Linked DNA regions of Sus scrofa: region 1 is linked to region 2. The links are chromatin contacts, called in public Hi-C maps. All regions are on one chromosome and are shown on one strand. The core of a region is the stretch at or near the end of the contact, and the rest is flanking DNA. Distances in the headings are between cores, read along the strand shown.

The links. A called contact is a pair of places that touch in the nucleus more often than the background predicts.
Region 1: a Hi-C map of skeletal muscle shows a contact between it and region 2, with 5 times the contacts expected there. The contact joins two enhancer-like sites. A contact is called at or near these places in 3 of 47 Hi-C or Micro-C datasets (embryonic fibroblasts, heart right ventricle and skeletal muscle) and 1 of 2 datasets of contacts at active chromatin or transcription factors (skeletal muscle).

What each region holds. Positions count from the first base shown.
Region 1 is chr7:85,889,961-85,893,070 of Sscrofa11.1, forward strand. No RefSeq gene overlaps it. Among named protein-coding and RNA genes, the nearest start is that of RGMA, 30 kb to the right of the region's middle. Within about 2 kb of position 1,506, at least 19 of the 83 cell types and tissues checked have an H3K27ac peak or open chromatin away from gene starts, as enhancers often do. A contact at or near this core is called in skeletal muscle, where this site is marked.
Region 2 is chr7:85,818,059-85,821,296 of Sscrofa11.1, forward strand. No RefSeq gene overlaps it. Among named protein-coding and RNA genes, the nearest start is that of RGMA, 100 kb to the right of the region's middle. Within about 2 kb of position 1,478, at least 3 of the 83 cell types and tissues checked have an H3K27ac peak or open chromatin away from gene starts, as enhancers often do. A contact at or near this core is called in skeletal muscle, where this site is marked.

The sequences.
Region 1 (3,110 bases), core at 256-2,755, 72 kb after region 2:
TTTTAGGTAATTGGTATCACATTAGATTTATATTCTGCAGCTTCCTGTTTTCACTTGACAATGAGTTCTCAAGAACTGTGGTCCCTTGCTGTACAGTGGGAAAAAATTAAAAAAAAAAAAAACTGTGGGTATTGACAGGGTACATGAATAAGTGAATTCAGCGAGGTTGCTGGGTTTATCCCATGAATACAAGGGCAGTTGCAAGGAATGGATCTGTGGGATACATGACCTAGGACTTGAGACTTTGAGAATGTGGTCAATTTATAGAAATGTTTATGTGGGCCTGAGAAGTATGCATTGTCTCGGTTTGCAGGGCTCCACCTGCGTCTATTAGATCAAGCTTGTAAGTGGCAAATTCTTACTAAATGTGTCTACTTACTCTGGTTTGAAAAGAATTGTGTTTAGAATTCTAGTATAGGCCTTCACCTGTCTCAATGTTTTTGATCATCGCAACTTTTCGGAAACAAGTATAACATGAGTCTTAGAGATGAAGAAGTGTGAATTTCAAAGCTGAGAAGTGACAGACTCAGGCTCGGCACCTGTCTGCTTTTAAAAGGAATCAGTCTCCTAGAAGTCAGTATCTGCAGCTAAAGAAATGACATAGCCACCAGGACAAGGAGAGACAATTCAGCCTAAATCCAGATCAGGAGGCTCTGAAATGATAATCCTCAACCTCTAACCTATTGTGCAAAATCTAGCAAACAAAAATCTGGCCTGTCTGAATTATGTCCTACAACTCCGCACTTAGCATTTTGGTTGACCTTGTCTGCTGACTTTGGACGGTCTCCCAGACTTTCCTCTGAGCGCATCCTAGCCCCCATGGGTGTCCCAACACACCCAGGCCCTCCGGGCCTCAGCCCCACCCTCTCCCACCTGACCAGGCTGCCCTGACCATCAGGTGGCCCTGTGATGGTAGGTTCATAAGTTGACAACCAAAACCAGATCCAAAATATCCTCCCAGCCTTCATGTCTGCATGTTCTTCCTGTTAGAACAGATACGGAAATGGCAGATTCACCACAACACTGAGGCAACTCAGACCTCAGGCCCTCTCCCTCGCAAGGGCCCTTTCTAAGGCCCTGTACTGAATTCTGTGTTTGTAATTTCATCTTTTCAAAGAGGATTCCAAAAATCGTACAAACTTCGGGCCACCCAAAACCTGGTCCCCCCGACCCCCAGCGCAGAAGTGACTTATCTTGGAGGTCTCCTAGTCAAGTAGCCAGACACTGTGGGAGAGTTCACAGCCATAATCACAGAGCTTAGAGCAGAGGAGCAGGAAGAGGCCTCCCTGTGCCCCACCTCCTTCCACTTGTGTGTCAGGCTGGGCACCGTCCCCCACCCCGTGGGAGGCGTTGGCCTTGGTCAGCCCTGCTCCACCATGGCCTTCAAGCCAAGAGAAGGCCACGACTCCCAGCTCAGCCACCAGCCGGGCCCCTCCCTGCTCCAGCTGTGTCCGCTGGGCTCCTGGGGCAGGGCCAGGCCCAAGCCAGATGATCTGACATGATGAAAAGGGAAATTCTCACATTCCTTTCGCAAAAGACATCTGCCAAGTGCAATGCAGTGAGGAAAGGCAGGCTGGGGGGGGTTCTTGAGCAGCCAAATGCATCTTCAACCCTAACAGAGTTCACTGCAGAAAAATCGGGGTCACCTCCAATTAAGTCAAGTTTCAAGGGAAACTCGCATCTGCTGATGGAGCAGGGGGCCAGGGAGGGGGAGGCCAAGAAGGACACAGGACCCAGCATCAAGATACTCTCCCAATGCATACAGACTTCCAGTTTTGGGAAAATGTCTTCATATTCCCAGAAATGACCCAATGGAACAATCAAATTACATTATTTTCTCCAGTCCTCAATGCACAGTGATGGTTCCAGACAGAAAGGGCCAAAATTCTGTTTTTAACTCTGTCTTGAGTCTCACCCTAAGGCATTACCCCAAAGTTTCTCATAAAGGTCATCCTTCCCAAATGCTCATTTTCCGTTTTCACCACTAACAAAGGAGGTTCGGTGGGGAAAACATCAGTTTGTCAGTTTGAATTTCCCAAGCCAGCGTCAGCTGGGCAGCTTCTACCAGGACATTTGAGGGGTGTCCAAAAAATCCACCCTAAGCCCTCTTCCCCTATAGCCAGTAGTGATCTACCACTCTAGAATCACTCCCTATAAGACCCTCTCAGTAGCCTGTGCATCTTTTTAAAAATGTTTTGAAGTATAGTTGATTTATAATGTCATTCTATTTTCAGGTGTACAACAAAGTGATTCAGCTCTCTCTCTCCCTCTCTCTCTCTCTCTCTCTCTCTCTCTCTCTCTCTCTATATATATATATATATATATATATATATATATATATATGCTCTTTTTCAGATTCTTTTCCCTTATTGGTTATTACAAAATAAAATATTGAGTATAATTCCCTATATTACCCAGCAGGTCCTTGTGGTCATCTATTCTATATATAGTAATGTGTTTGTTAGTCCCAAAGTCCCAATTTATCCCTCCCTTTCCCCTTTGGTAACATAAGTTTGATTTCTATGTCTGTGAGTCTGTTTTATAAATAAATTCATTTATATCATTTTTTTAGAGTCCACATATAAGCAATAACACAGGATATTTGTTTTCTTTGTCTGGCATACTTCACTTATGATAATCTCTAAGTCCATCCATCTTGCTGCAAATAGCATTATTTTGTTCTTTTTTATGGCTGAGTAATATTCCATTGCATATATGTACTGCATCTTCCTTATCTGAGCCTCTGTTGATAGACATTTATGTTGCTTCCATGTCTTGGCTATTGTAAATAGTGCTGCAACAAGCACTGGGTGCAATGTATCTTTTTGAATTAGTATTTTCTTTGGATATATACCCAAGATTGAGATTGCTGGATCTTATGACAACTCGGTTTTTTTTAGGACCCTCCATATTCTTCTCTGTAGTGGAAGCCTGTGCATCTTAATCATTGGAAGCTTTGTATTATCTGGACCTCTTGGCAAAGCCCAATATTCCCTCAAGACTCTGCAGATCACGTCCTCCATGAAGCCTGGTCAGACTACTTCCCACCTTGTGGCTGAACCAAGCACCTGGCCCCCTCCCAACATTTCCATATAAGAGCACTTACGAAA
Region 2 (3,238 bases), core at 228-2,727:
TAATATCTTGTAATAACCTAGAATGGAAAAGAATCTGAAAAAGAATAGATGTGTATATGTATAACTGAACCACTTTGCTGTACACCTTAAACATTTTTTGAATTTTTTTAAAAAAGAAAAAATTCTTGTCATCTGAAAAGTTTAGTCCAAGAGACGTTCTCTGATGAGGACTGTATTGGTAAAGACACTTCAAGTTTCAAATAGCAGAAAACTCCACTCAGAGTGGCATCACCAATAGCACAGACTTCAGGCTTGGTTGGATCCAAGTCCCCAAATGACTCAACAAAATCCAATCTGTCTCCATCTCTCGGCTGTTTCCTTTATCAGGGTCTCCCTCATGCACCTTGGTTGGATCTCAACAGGCTCCCACCTTCACAAGTGCCGTAGAAAAGACAGTACTTGCTTAAAAGTGGCTCAACCCAAAGTCCCAAGATAAGATTTATTGAGGCTTGATTGGTTAATGGATCAACTGCCCATTCCTGACTCATTTACTGTGGCCAGGAGATGCCACATTCTCACCACTTCTGGCTCTTTCTCTAGGAAGAAATATGGAGCTGCAGATTAGAAATGGACTCATTCTAAAGTTCTGAAATGTTTTCCTCTCTGTGGGAATTTGACTCAACCATGTTTCAGCTAATAGATGTTTCTCTCCAAATTGAAATCAAAAGCAGAGCAACTCTAACTAGAATAATGCAGAGGAGTGGGTTCCCTAGGAAGAACTCCCAGGTGGTTGATGCCACCAAGGACCAAAGGAGAAGCTTCAGGAACCCCCACTCTGTGGGCACCACGCAGAATGCTCTATTTCCCCAACCTGCAGACCAGCCTTTCCTGGCGGTTGAACCACTTGGTATTAAGTGGTGCTCCTGCCCCAACAAAAAAGGTGATGCTTTCCTGGTCAAGTAAGTTTGAGAAGTTTTCTGTTCAACAAAGTCAAAGACGACTTACTCTTGACTAAAGGACATTTCAGAGCCTCTAGTGTTCAAATGTGTGTTATAAAAATCCAGAGGAAAACACAACATGCAGAATGTCCCAAACCTGTTGGATCATGAACCTTTCGGAACATTTTTCTTGGGACAAGCATTCCGCACCAAAAACAAAAAAAAACCTCAGGGACATGCTGCTCTGGAGGAAGTTGCTCCTTTTCTGACCCAACCCCACCTTGCCCTGCCCATCATTTTAACTGAGATCACAAAGCAGTAAAAGGTTACTGAGGAAGGCTGGTTTTGTCCCTCCATCACCTCTCTGGAATGTTTAGAAATGAATGTAATAACACAGAGATAAAACCCATCAAATCCCTGGCTTCTCAGAAGAAACCTTTTCTCTCTCCAATCTGTTACATAGTCGCTGGAATCAAATTGCAAAAGCCCTGTGCTAACTCCAGCTCCGGTGGGAGGAGAGACCACTCACTGGTGGGCTACACAGAGAGGACTTACGGCCGCTGTGGGAACTCGCAGTCACCTCTGGCAAACCTCTGTCTGCAGCTGCAGAAGATCAAATCAGGCTCACATCTGTTCCCCAGACACCCGACACCCCACCCCAGCTTCCCTATCCAACAAAGCCTGGCCAGGTTTTCACAGTTAATTCCTCCAGGGCCCCTGGCCCATCTCCTCCCTTCTTGCTCCTATGAATTCTCAGAGATCAAAGCAGCAAGTTAGCCCAAGCTTTGTTTGCTCAGCATTCAGAAAACACCTTAAATTCCCAGCTTGAAAGGAGGCTGAAAGAAGGTTAAACATACCCTATTGTTGAAAACTTTCAAACAGCAAGACATGACCAAAGTTTGAGCGTAGGAACCTCCATGATTTCTCTGGGCTTCCGGGTCCTGGGAAGGGAGGGTCTTCCCCCAGTGCACGTAATATAAGAAACTGATGGGAACGCGGCCAGAATTTTCCTGGAGGTCACTCTGAGTTGACTTGGGCAGTACACTGATTCTGAGATGAAAATTGGGAGCTACTGCCACAACCCAAAGGGTCAGCCCTCAGAATAAAATAAGTTCTAAAATGTCCACTCTGGATGGTCCTTCTAATCCACTCAACCCCATGTTCTGGACTGTTCCTCCTCCCCCTGGCCTTAGTTCACAAACTTAAATGGCTTTTTAGAACTGTAGGGTCATCTAGTTTGGAGATTTTCAAACTTCTTGGCAGCAGAAGACATTTTTTCTAATCGAAAATCTTAAAAGAGACCTCAATATAAAGCAGATAGAGTTGGGAGCTCTAGGGAGCATAGGCTGAGGCAAATCCTGGACTTCTACCCACTCAGCTACCCCCTCCACCATTGTGGCTTTGGGCTCCCACAGTTGGAAAAGTCCCTTAGAAGCCCAGCCTCTTCAGTTCAACACCAACACTGAGGACCAGGGATTGAAAGGGAGCTGCCAAGCCTCACGTGCTCCACGTCTCAGTCCTCATGAGGAGTTTATGCCTTTGCTCTTTGTGTTTAAAAAATCCCCAGAGCTGGGAGTTCCCATTGTGGCTCAGCAGTAATGAACCCAATTAGCATCTACGAGGACTCGGGTTCAATACCTGGCCTTGCTCAGTGGGTTAAGGATCCAGCATTGCCACAAACTGTAGTATAGGTTACAGATGCAATTTGGATCTGGTGTTGCTATGGTTGTGGTGTAGACCAGTAGCTGCAGATCCGATTCAACCCCTAGCCTGGGGACTTCCATTTGCCATGGGTACAGTCCTAGAAAAGACCAAAAAAAAAGTCTCCAGAGTGGTCAGTCCTACTTTCAAAACTCCCCATTTCTGTTCTCACCATCTCTACCTCCCCTACAGGGAAACACCTGGGACCCTCCCCTCTGTCCTGCCTACTACCATCCCCAAGGCTCTTCAGTTGTGAGATCCTGTTTCCTAAACTCAGTTAATCATTAGAATCCCCTGGGAGATTATTAAAAATATAGATTCCAGGACCCAGGACTAGACCTAGTGAATCACAATTTCCAAGGGTAGATCCAAGAATCTGTGATTTAAATAAGCACCCCAGGTGATTTTGATGACTGGCCAGCTTTGGAGAGCACTGTATTCAATGAAGTTGTGTCCCTTCTTCATATCCACCACCAAAGTTTAAGAATTCTTACATGAAATCCCAGCCATAGTAGCCAGTAGGATCATAATTCTGTATGGCTTTTTCTGGACATCTTTTTCAAATAATGGGAGAGAAAAACTTCTACAAGTCCTTTCATTTCAGGGTTCCAAAAATATAACCATAGACTTGTACAAATATGTATCTATGAGAAGGCAAC